Linked DNA regions of Mus musculus: region 2 is linked to region 1. Evidence: chromatin contacts called from public HiChIP or PLAC-seq data. All regions are on one chromosome and are shown on one strand. The core of a region is the stretch at or near the end of the contact, and the rest is flanking DNA. Distances in the headings are between cores, read along the strand shown.

Evidence for each region. HiChIP or PLAC-seq counts read pairs in DNA pulled down with a chosen protein or histone mark.
Region 2: a contact with region 1 is called in an H3K4me3 HiChIP or PLAC-seq map of embryonic forebrain, with 4 times the contacts expected there. The contact joins the promoter of Tmem179 here to the enhancer-like site in region 1. A contact is called at or near these places in 2 of 39 promoter capture datasets (HPC-7-derived erythroid cells and embryonic stem cells), 1 of 484 Hi-C or Micro-C datasets (embryonic fibroblasts), 13 of 115 datasets of contacts at active chromatin or transcription factors (SST interneurons, embryonic basal ganglia, embryonic forebrain and 8 more) and 3 of 9 other capture datasets (adipose tissue, embryonic stem cells and liver).

What each region holds. Positions count from the first base shown.
Region 1 is chr12:112,160,818-112,166,457 of GRCm38.p6, forward strand. Kif26a (kinesin family member 26A) reads left to right here. Exons shown (of 16, transcript NM_001097621.1): 4 at 2,534-2,724. Among named protein-coding and RNA genes, the nearest start is that of Kif26a, 17 kb to the left of the region's middle. Within about 2 kb of position 3,359, at least 45 of the 459 cell types and tissues checked have an H3K27ac peak or open chromatin away from gene starts, as enhancers often do. A contact at or near this core is called in embryonic forebrain, embryonic stem cells and neural stem cells, where this site is marked.
Region 2 is chr12:112,508,183-112,513,662 of GRCm38.p6, forward strand. Tmem179 (transmembrane protein 179) reads right to left here and starts at 2,978. Exons shown (of 4, transcript NM_178915.3): 1 at 2,562-2,978. The coding sequence starts at 2,866.

The sequences.
Region 1 (5,640 bases), core at 2,109-4,608:
GACCTGGGGGTACCTGCTTGCTTCCCACTTGAGTCTGTGCAGAGAGCCTTCCCGTTGCCTGTTGTTCATAGAAACCTCAGTAGATACTGAAGGTGGAGAACTCCCTCTGACCTATAGCCTGACTGTCGATGCAACCGTCCTAACGTTGCTGACGCCCCTGTCCAGGCCTCAGTTTACCCACCCATGTAGTAGGGGCTGGGGAGTTGGCCTCCTCTTTCATGTGGAGGCCCAGTGAAGCTGCTTCTGTGATGTGGGTGGGCACAATGCACTGAAGGTACAGGACTTCCCACCTTACGCCAGGCCCTGGAGGCCTCTGGGTAATGAGGCCAGAGGAGAGGAGCAGGCGAGCAAGAATGAGGAGGTAACATTCTCTATAGGATGCTAACCCCCTCAGGTATACACTTGCCTCACACATAGCCCTGAGCCTCTGTCTCATCCCCTCACAGGAGCACCTGACAGGGTCCTGATGGGGGAAGGAATCCTAGGTCCTAGAAGGAGCTGTGCTTCCCATGCCAGAATCCCATAGACGCAGAGCTGGGTTCCACAGCCGACACTGGGCGAGTCCGCTTAGGTCCTGCGGTGTCTCACCTCCGTGTGGGCGCCTTCAGGCTGTGATGGAGTCAGGGCTTTCTCTGTAGCTTCCCTTGGCCAGGGCTGGCCTCACGCTCTCCTTTTTCCATGCTTTTCCTTCGTTGCTGCTGTGTGCCTCCATCACACTTTCTGTTTGGCTGTCCACCAGCATCCTCCCCGTGTTGTGTCATGTCGTGTTGTGTCATGTCGTGGTCCCTCCCCCTCGCCCACACCACCGCTGCTGTGCGCTCGCTTTGGGACGGCTTCTTTTGGCAATGTCCAGGCTCTCTGCTTCTGGCGGGAATTGACAGTGGCCGTCCTGAGGGACGGAGCCGTGTTGTCATGGCAGCTGGTGGGACGGTGGAGCCGAGTCACGTGCGGGACTCCTGAGACAGGTCAGTGTGGGGAGGACCAACGAGCGGCGCAGGTGGGTCGGCTGGCGAAAGGCCCCGGTACCTCTGTAGATGCCTCTGGGTGGCTGGGCCTGTGGGAGTGGGTAGAAGGGCCACATAGGGGATGGGACAGCCGCTCAAGCCCCCCGCAAGGCCTCCTGCTTCTGTCCTCAGTGTTGTGGGACCCTGGGCACAGATCTCCAGGCAGCCAACACAGACTCAGGAGCTAACTCTGGGTTAACTGTGGGCTGAGCACTCCTCCTCCCCAAGTTTCTAACCCTGGGCTCTGGCTGCTGTGTCCAGTAGATGCTCAGTCAAATCAGGCTCTGCTCCAAAGGACCCAGACCACAGATCATCAGCCTTACAGCGTGTACACTGACTCTTTCCTAGGCCAGTCTTCCGGACTAAGCAGTGGGGGTGAGGGAGTGGATCAGAGAAGAGGGCAGGCCAGGCTGGATTCTGAGGCATGTTTAGGACTGTTGTCCTATACACCTATACTTGCAGTTGATTAATGTTTGGTGCAGTGTCCGGTAAGCTCAGCTATGGATCTTTCAAGTCCTGGGGTACTGGGTGCTGCTGGGGACTAGGAAGGTGCTGGGCTGGCACTGGCTCAAAGCATGGGCTGGGCTTGGGGCTTTCACAGGCAGAGAGTGTCCCATCCCCTGTCTGGGATTTCGAAGCTGGGTCCTTCAGGGGCTGAGCAGGGTGAGGCTTTTGCTGTAAGGACGGTAACTGCCCTGCTGCGGTAAGGTCTCTGGGTACATGGTGGCTCGTTCTACAGAGGTACCACACCTGGTCTCAGGGCTGCATCCGTTGAGAGACCCTGGTAATATCTGAGCTCATCCCAGGGTCACCTGTGCCCTCTCAGCCTGGGGATCCCAGGCTTCTGTCATCTGGGACACAGGCCATATTGTCAAAGTGGAGAGGGTATTTTGGAGCTCTAGGGGCCTGGGGCTTTCTGGAAGAGACCAGCTGCCTGTCCTTTCCTGCTAGGGCTTGAGTCCCCTCTGCTCCCAGAGCCCGAGGGGCTAGTAAACAGCATGTGAAAGCTGTCCTGGGGACATTTAATTATATCTGTGCACCGTGCTGAGGCCTCTCCCTCTCTAGAATTTATTTTAGCTAATTAGTTGGAAATGCCAGAGTTGTATTTCAGATAGTGGAGTGTCATACGTTATCATATGGGGGGACAATTAGCTCTCATGCCAAATATTTATTGTGGTGCCTTGCGTAATTGTACCTTTGGGTGCTCCCAGATGGCCCAGGGATGAGGGCCAGAAGAGGTCTGTCTGCCTGACCTCTGCGGTCACTCCAGGACTTGAGAAAAGCTGTAGAGTCAGCCCCAGGTGGGGTCTGCATTTTCCTCCGTGGCTGGGGTAGACCTGTCACATGCCCTGAGCTGGGGACAGGAGTCCTGGTAGATTGCCTTGGAGGCTAGGCCTTTAGTGCAGGCTCCAGGTCTCTAGGCTGTGATTTCCAGTCACATAGGCAGGATTTTGCAAGTGAGGGTACTCAGCCTGGGGTGATGGGTCTGTCACCTGCCTGTTCCTCACGCGGATTTCTCCTTCCTCCAGGCTGAGGCAGCTGTAGCTGCGGTGGCTGTGGCCGACACTGTCCGAGACTGTGCTCCAGCAGCAGGCCCTGAACGTATGTCGAAGGCGTGGGGCCGAGGGGCAGCATGCACTACAGCCCTGGTTACCCCAGCCCCAGGCACCTCAGCAGGGGGTTCCACAGGCCCGTCTGCAGCGGCCTCTTTCTTTATAAGGTAGGTCCTCTGGGGTCACACAAGCTGCAGCATGTTGTTGGAGAATGGAGGCCTTGATCTGTCTGTTCTTGGGAGAAAGAACTGTGGCTCAGTTGATGGAAGAGTGGGAGCTTCGAGAATCCCGGCTGGCCTCCTGGGACACTTTTCAAGGGTACCTGTCTAGGGCCCACAGTTTGGGTGCATAGATGTGAAGAGGCTGGGGTTTGACTCCTCCCCTCCCGGATGCCTGTCTTGAGGTTGTAAGATGGTGTGGTTGTGGTCGTCTGGCCAGAGGGAAAGAAGTACTTCAGGGTGAGAACAGGACCCCCTCTTCCTGAGTTTGGCCAGCGGGTGGGTGGGGGAGCCTGGCCAGTGCATGGGTTGGAGAGAGTTTCCCTGGCTCCAAGGCAAAGCCTCTGGTTCTGCAGACCCAAGGCTGGAGTCCTACCCTCATCCACAGCCTGAGGGAACAGGGATTACAGGATGTAATCGCCATAATGAGAGGTAATGGCAGCCAGCTGGGGGTCACTGTCCCATTAGCAGCCCGAATGGGCGCTGATAAGCTTGTCTGTATCACGCTGGGCAGTGTGCAGAGGCTGTCTTATCAGCCCTGGTCCGGGGGGACTTGAGGGCCTGATGGGGGGCGTGACGGGGCATGTGATTAGGGCATTGTCAGGGCTGGCTGATGAATGCTACAGTGCAGTGCGCACGACCTCCTGTGACTGATGTGGCCTCAGCAACCAACCCAGCCAGATGCAGACAAGCTGCCTAGATGGGGACAGCCTGTCTGGGAACCTCCCTGTGCCAGCAGCAGTCAGGGTAGGGTCTAGGGGGCTGGGCACGAGGGGCTGATATCTGGCCATGTCCTTATCCTGCTCAGTCCTGATTTCAAGGGCCTTTGCTTTGAGGATTTGGTGGCCGGTGTGTAGCTACACTCCTGGCTTGGTACTAGGTAGGAGGTTTTGAAATGCTCAAATCTATTGAAAAGTGTTTACATGGTTGTAGGTCCTGAGTCTGGGTACCACCTGGCACCCTGATTCTGAGGTGCCTGAGGAAGGTCTTGACACAGCGTGTGTGGTATGTGTGGCCCCCTCTCACTGGCTCATTAGCCACCCTGCCCGGCTGCAGGCAGCAGCTGCTGACTGCCTTTTGTCTCATCCCAGGCTGTGGAGGTTCCTCTGCCTGAGCAACACCCTGACCTTGGAAAGTTACCATAGAAACAAAGAAACAAGTGGACTTGGGTGGGGGCTGGAGGCAGGTTTCCCAAGGCACGCATGCACGCACACGTGTGGGGTAGGGGTGGGGGGTGGGTGGGAGTCACTGTGACTATCAGTGGCTTCCTGACCTGTGATGTGTGGCCTCTCAAGGGTCGGGTTTAGAGTAGGTGCTTCTGCAGGTGGTATCCAGCAGGGCTGAGATTGCTACTGGGAGGCTCGCCCCAATGAGCTTTGAAACTTTGTAACCACTACCTGGCTTTGTGGATAAGGGCGAGGCATAGAGTTGGAGAGGGGATTGCCCAGAGTGCACCAGGAGGCAGTAGACCTCCGCCCCACCCCACAGCTCCTACTGAGCAGGTGCTGTGTTCACGCTCTGATCCTGGACAGTAGGAGTGACCCTCGCCTATCCCTTGGGGGTTTTGCACAATGGTGTATAGGTGTGTGTGTGTGTCTGGAATCTGTGAAGGTGGCCCTTGGATGAAGGCCAGGTCAGAGAGTTGCCTGCCCTCCGGGAGGGCTTCAGGGGCTGAGGAGATGAGGTGGCAGGGGCATCTATGCTGTGCCCAGAAAGCAGGGTGAGCTCGGAGGTTCAGGTTCTCCAATCTTACAGTCCTGAGCGGGGGCTCTGCACTTGGCCTGACTGCTCTTTCCAGGCTGAACAAGCAACTCAAGCCATCCTCACCCACTTCAGTGGGCCATGCCCACATGAAGAACACTGTAGTCCTAAGGGTACCCGGGAGCCTGGGAGTTGGGGGAGGGGTGGAGTAACATCCGCTCCTCTGGACCTGCAGTTAAGCACTGACTAGACAATACCTGCCCAGTCAGAAATTTGAGGCCACACTCCATAGGGACTACCGTGACCCTGATACCCATGTCCTAAACCCTCTAACTGCTGTGCAACTTGCAGCCTCCCCTCTCTCTGATGCTCCCATTAATTAGCACAGCCCACCTGCCTAGCTGTCCTACTGCCCTTGGTAAATATGAGATACTCTGGCACCCAGAATCTGGCTATCTTGAGAACATCTGCTGGGGTAGGTTGTGGAGAGACAGCTGCTTTGGTGGCAGTTTTCTTTAGTCAGGTCTTGAGTTCCTTTAGCTGTTTGACCCATGAGGAGCTCCCAGTAAGCACTTTAGGCCCTCATGAGGCGGATCCTGCAGATGGCAGGTCCGAGGTAGTGAAGGAGGCTAGGTGTGTGGCCTTGTTGTGTCCCCCAACCCCTCAGCTTAGGGAAGTTTTGGACTGGCAGCAGCTGGTCGCTCCAAGGGAGCAGGCTGCCTTTCAGATACCTAGAGATCTCAGTGCTAAGCCCAGTTGCCTCTAAAGTACCTTCCTCTTGGAAAGAGGTAAGTTTTTTTTTTTTTTTTTTATGAGACGAGTTTTGGTTTTGATTTTGGTTTTGGTTTTTGTTGTTGTTTTGTTTTTCTTCTCTCTGTTTTCACGAGTCAGTGACCAGAGAAGTGATGGATCTTGGATTTGCTTGCTGTTCAGGCTGGTGTTCACAAACTGGGCCACTCACGTCCTCAGCAAAGGTGTGTGCCAGGCTCCCTGTGAGCTCAGGAAGTCTCTGGCAAGAGTGGTTCTATAGACTAGGAAGCTTAGGGCTGGGGTCTGCATCGGGGCATCAGGACAGGCTTCCTGGAGGTGGTGTCCTTTGAGGGTGCGAGCTGTTTGGAAGCTCTTGCCTTTTTTCTTTTCGAGACTGCTCACATCTGCTCACTC
Region 2 (5,480 bases), core at 1,728-4,227, 350 kb after region 1:
TGACCTCCGCAGACCAGGTTATGAGTCAACAGTCAAAGTAAGGCCAGCTGTGCAGCCACAGAATTATAAACCTCATGGTCCAGACACTTGTCATTGTGTGGTGACTCCTACACTCCAGGCTCCATGCTTGGCCTGCAGACACAGACTAAGGTATGCCTGCACTGGCCTCATGTCCCTGGGTGTGATAGGTATTTGCGGCATGGGGCAGCTCAGCAGAGCTGTGCCCCAGTCCCACACTGTGGGTTTTGGTAAGCACTGATGGCACAGTTGGCTCACTGCCACCTGGATCATATAGGGGACAGGGTGAAGGACAGCAGCCAGGCAGCCACCTGGCCCTTGCCAATAATGCCTGGTAGCCAAGCAGGACCCTGGAGAAGATGAAGCTAGACAAAGTCACATGCTAGTCTATAGAAGCCTGAGCAGAGGCCATTCACGGTTAGAAACAGTGGAGCATCAAGAACTGGATCACAGGTTCAGAGACTCCAGTTGGTCCACAAGAGACGGTGCCCAGACCTGGCCTCTAGTGTGGACTCAAGACTATGCTAGATCTCCTCCAAGTGTTATGATGTGTCAAGTCACCTACAGTCCCCTAAATCCTGCCACAGGTCTTGGCTGAGTATGTGATAGAAGGCATCGTTCTCTCTGCACCTCTATGCCTTGGCAGCCAGAGCCCATTTAGCATAGCAGACAATCAGCCTGGACCATTCCGCCGGAGGGCAAACACCCAAAGGAGCCCTGGGTAGCTGGAAACTGCAGGCCTCGTGATGCTGGTACGGCCTGGGTCTGTAGCCTGACTCGTGCAGAACAGTCATCCCTGTGTAAACAAGATCCCCACCTGCAAGCGCAGGGGCTCTTCATGGCCCCTGGTGCCCCAGCCTCTGGTGGTCCCATACACGGACCACACACATGGGTCCTCCCTAGGGAACTTCCCTTGGGTCAACCTGGCTAGACCATGTCCGCCATGAGGCTGCCTCTCCTACAGGAAAGCCCCGAAGGCCAGAGGAGTCAGATCAGGCTATCTTCCCACTGACCACCGCCATGTCACCTGTCTCAGGGTGCTCCCTCCTGCCTCAATCTGCACACAGTGAGGTGACTCCCAGTTTGTGGACAAAAGCTCTCAAATTCATATGAACAATGAAAGACTGGTGTCAAGGAATGCTCCTCAGGAGGGACAAGACTCTGTCCTACGGAAGAGTCTCATCCTCCCAGCCAAGTTTGGTCCACATTACCTGGAGGCTCTTAGGACCACTCCTGGCTTCCAACAGACTCCCATCAAAACCTGACCATAGTGAGTTGAACTGCATCTCTTCCAAGTCCTAACCTTGCTACCTGTGGATATGGTTGCTTGATCTTCTCTCAGGAAAAGCAGTATCAGAGACTGGCAAGAGGATATTCAAGAACAGGGGCAGAGGCTGGAACACACAGGAGGCTAGAGCCAGCAGGAATAGACGCGTAGGAAAGAGCTTCTCTAGTTCTAACTCTAAGGACACTTCGATTCTGGACTCTCGGCCTCTACTGTGGTGAGAGCGTTAACTGTTTCATGTTCTTCATCTGTGGTACTAGCAAGAACCCCCTTCACCCAGCCTCCTACATCCTTGTGTTCTCAGAGACCCGTGCTTGTCACCCACCTCCTTGCAAGGGAGCAACTAAAAACATGGATGGGGAGGGCTGGACGTGGGAATTCACTCTCTATTGCAGGAGCATTGGTATTCCAGGACCCAGGAAGCCTCAGCCAGGGAGAGGGTGGGCTCTTGATTGTTGTTGGCTGAGGACACCAAGTGACCACATTCTACTGGCTTCAGACAGGTGACAAAGAAAAAAAGGGTGAAGAAACTCGGGAGGTACAGGGAACACAAAGGAGATCCTACTCACCCACCACACACACACACACACACACACACACAGACAGACATATAGACACATGCACAGTATACACACAGAGTACACACACACATAAAGGCACACACAGAGTACACACAGAGAGACACACATACACACACACACACACACACACACACACACACACACACACACACACACACTGTACATGCCTCCAGCTTAAGGGGAGCTTAAGGAGCTCTACAGACATCCTCTGCCATCTTTTCCCAAGAGGAGTAGCAAAAATAGAAGACTACCCGCTCTTTCCAAAGTGTAGTCCCTTCCCCCACTCACAGGAAAGGGGTGCAGGCCCAAGACTACTGCAAATGGTCCCAGGTCCCGAGGAGTGTGGCCTAGCTTAACAAGAGAGCCCAGACATGCAGCCATGACAGTGCAACATCTGTGCTCCAAGGGGTCAGGACTGAGAATTCGGAGTGATGCATCCCTTGGGAATAGAAAGAGATCATGTGGGTCGGACAGACAGCCTCATAGCCGCTGGGCCTGTGTGTAAACAAAGGGCAGTCTGCTTAAAATAATGAGGCTGAAAGTGTTGACACTTGCAGGCCTCTGCAGCAAGAGAGGTGGAGGGGCTCATGGCCCCGGAGAGGAGAGCCTGATAGGTGCCAGGAACCGTGTGAGTGTTGCATCAGTTTGCGCTGGGCTGCTGAAAGGCCTAAACTTACCCCTCGTGTCCCTTGCAGAGGAAGAAGAGCGTGCGCCATGCGTGCGCAGCAGCCAGCAGCAGTGACAGGAGGCTGGCGAGCAGGCTGAAGCGGCAGGCAGCCGGTGGGCCCCACTCCTGCACAGTGAAGCGCTCCCGCCCCTGCATCGTCAGGTTGGCACTCAGCCACATACCCTCGGTAAAGAGTAGGCAGCGGCCACGAAAGTCGTGGCCGTTCTCGGACAATGGCACCACCACCACGAAGCTGAACAAGAAGGCCAGAAAGTAACAGACGCACTGCGCGAAGAGGAAATTGTTGAGCGCCATGGTGGTGCCAGGATGAGAGGAGCCGCTGGCGAGGCCACCGGACAGGGACGCGATCGCTCCAGAAGCCGGGCCGCGAGTCTCCGGCGCCGCGCAGGCCGGTCCCGAGCCGCGTGGGAGGCTGCGCAATGACGGCGCCCGCGGGTCTCTCGCGTTGCGCGCAGACGCGTGCGCACAGGCCGAGCGTGGGGCGCGCCTGCGGTCAGTACCGCGGACAGTTCCCGCGGCTGCAGGATAGGTAGACAGAGCACTACACTAGACAGACTGCATTGGTGGAGACGTGCCATGGAAACCTGGCAGGGGTCGTGAGCATTACTAAGTCAGCTTGGGGAAACCCGACTCTGTCAGGAAGGGTACCAGCAGCGAAAGGCTAAGGAGGAGAAGGATGGAGTCCTATGTGCAGTTCAGACTCCTTTGCCAGGGCCTTTGTCTTTAAAGCGAATGGAGGAGGGAGGCAGAGAGTCGGGTCGGTAGGTGTGAGGATAGAAAAGAGGAAGGGTTCAAGTATTCCTAGGCGGGAGCAGACTCGTGATCTGTTTGTGCTCCGAGAACCATGCCCTCAGCCCCACAGTAGAGCCCTCCACTCCGCGTTTGTAAGATAAATAATGGTTGCCCTGGGCACCTCATTAAGACCTCTTTGCTGTGATGGAGCTGGTGGTGCATTAATTAATAGAATTAATGACTTTTCTAGTTTCCCTTAATACCAAGTAACCGTTAGTCCAATTCCCAGATGAGTAAGCCCTAGAGACATCCTTCTGGATATAGATTACATCAGCATTATTTTTGGCTTCAGGCACTAAAAATTCCTTTTGTTTTATTGCCAAAGTAATATGGGCTTGTTTTTTTTTTTAATTACAATGAGGAATATGTGTGATACAAAGACACCAAGTTTCTTCCTCTTCCCTCCACTCCGGCACATCGTTACTACTCGTGACAACCTGATGTCTACCCATCCAGACATTTTGCACCACGCACACACAATTTTCAAAAATGTTTCATACTATGCCTGTGTCTACAGGCAATTCAGTCATCCAACAGTATGCATTATTCCCTGTCTGCACAAGCAAGCCCGTGGTCTTCTTTCTAGTTATTGTGTAACATTCCGTAACATTGACTGTTGTGTGTGACTATCCCTCTCTGGGGGGACATTGAGCGTCTCCAGTGTCTGTTGTTTCCGGCTCTGCTGTGTGACATCCTGGTGTCTTTTTCTGCGGCTGTGCCAGCTGTGCAGGCAGCACATGAGTCTCTATGAAAGTCTTAGGAGAAGAATGACTGGGTCATGAGGTACGAACACTTCAAGTGGTGTTGGCAGGAGTCGCCAAACTGGTCTCTGGCAATATCGTGAAGATAGTCCACACATCAACTCTGCAGACCCTTCTCCTGAGCAGGGCTTTCAATCTGGTTGGTTTTTACACACGGAAAGACAGCTCATTGATTTGTGACTTGTCTTCTGCTTATCACTGGGAGGTCAAAATCTGCTCATAGTCATTACCATTTGTTATCCGCCTCTGCACATAGAGCATTCATTTTGCAATCTCTTGAGTACGTTATATGAAGGAACAGGATAAGGTCTGCAGCAGCTACTCTTTTCTCAGAGAATCCACCCAGGGTTTCTTCCACTGCCAAGACTCCCCAACCCAAACCAGGGGGGATTGTTTAGGAAGCTCAGCCTGCCCCATCCCAAACACAAATCCTAACCATTCATCAGCACTGGAAAATTTTGACCAAAAAACAACAAACAAACAAAATTGACCCTGACAATTGAGAAGGAAACAGATTGCATCAGAGGGATGACTAAAAAGGGACTCTGGTACCCTAATTTATGAGTTCCACTTAACCTTAAAAAATAATCAGGGGCTGGAGAAGTGGTTCAGACACTGGCTGCCCTTCTAGAAGACCAAGGTTCAATTCCCAGCACCCACATGGTGGAGCACAGTCATCTTTCACTCCAGTTCCAGAAGATCAGGTGCCATCTTCTGACTTCTGCCAGCACCAGGCATGCAAGCGTGGCACATGGGTGCAGGCAAAATGCCCATACAGTTAAAATAAAATAATAGAATTTTAATTACGAAAATCAGAGATTCTCTTGGTATTTGTATTAGTCCAGATTCCTCAGAGAAACAGAACCAACAGGATTATTTCACATGCTGTGGAAACTGGAAAGCTCACAATTCCAGGGCTGGCTGTGAAACCGGATCCGGAGATACGATCTGATGCTTTGGTTCAAGCTCAGGGTTATTCTGATGTGGAAGTCCCTCTTGCTCTAAGTAGAGGAGGTTTGTTCTATACAGAGCTTTAACAGATGGGATGAGGGTCTCTCGCAGCATGGAGGAAAACCAGCTTTACTCAACTGATTCAAATGTCAACTTTATCCAGGATATATTCCCAAGAAAACTTCCAGAATGATGTTCAGCAACATGTCTGGGCACCTTGTCTAACTAATTTAGCCCATAAAATTAGCCATTTTATTACTGAAATAATTTCAATCTATAGAAACTATGGAAAACGTCACAATTCTTGTGTGTGTGTGTGTGTGTGTGTGTGTATGTATGTGTGTGTGTGTGTCTGTGTCTGTGTCTGTGTCTGTGTCTGTGTCTGTGTGTGTGTGTGTGTGTGT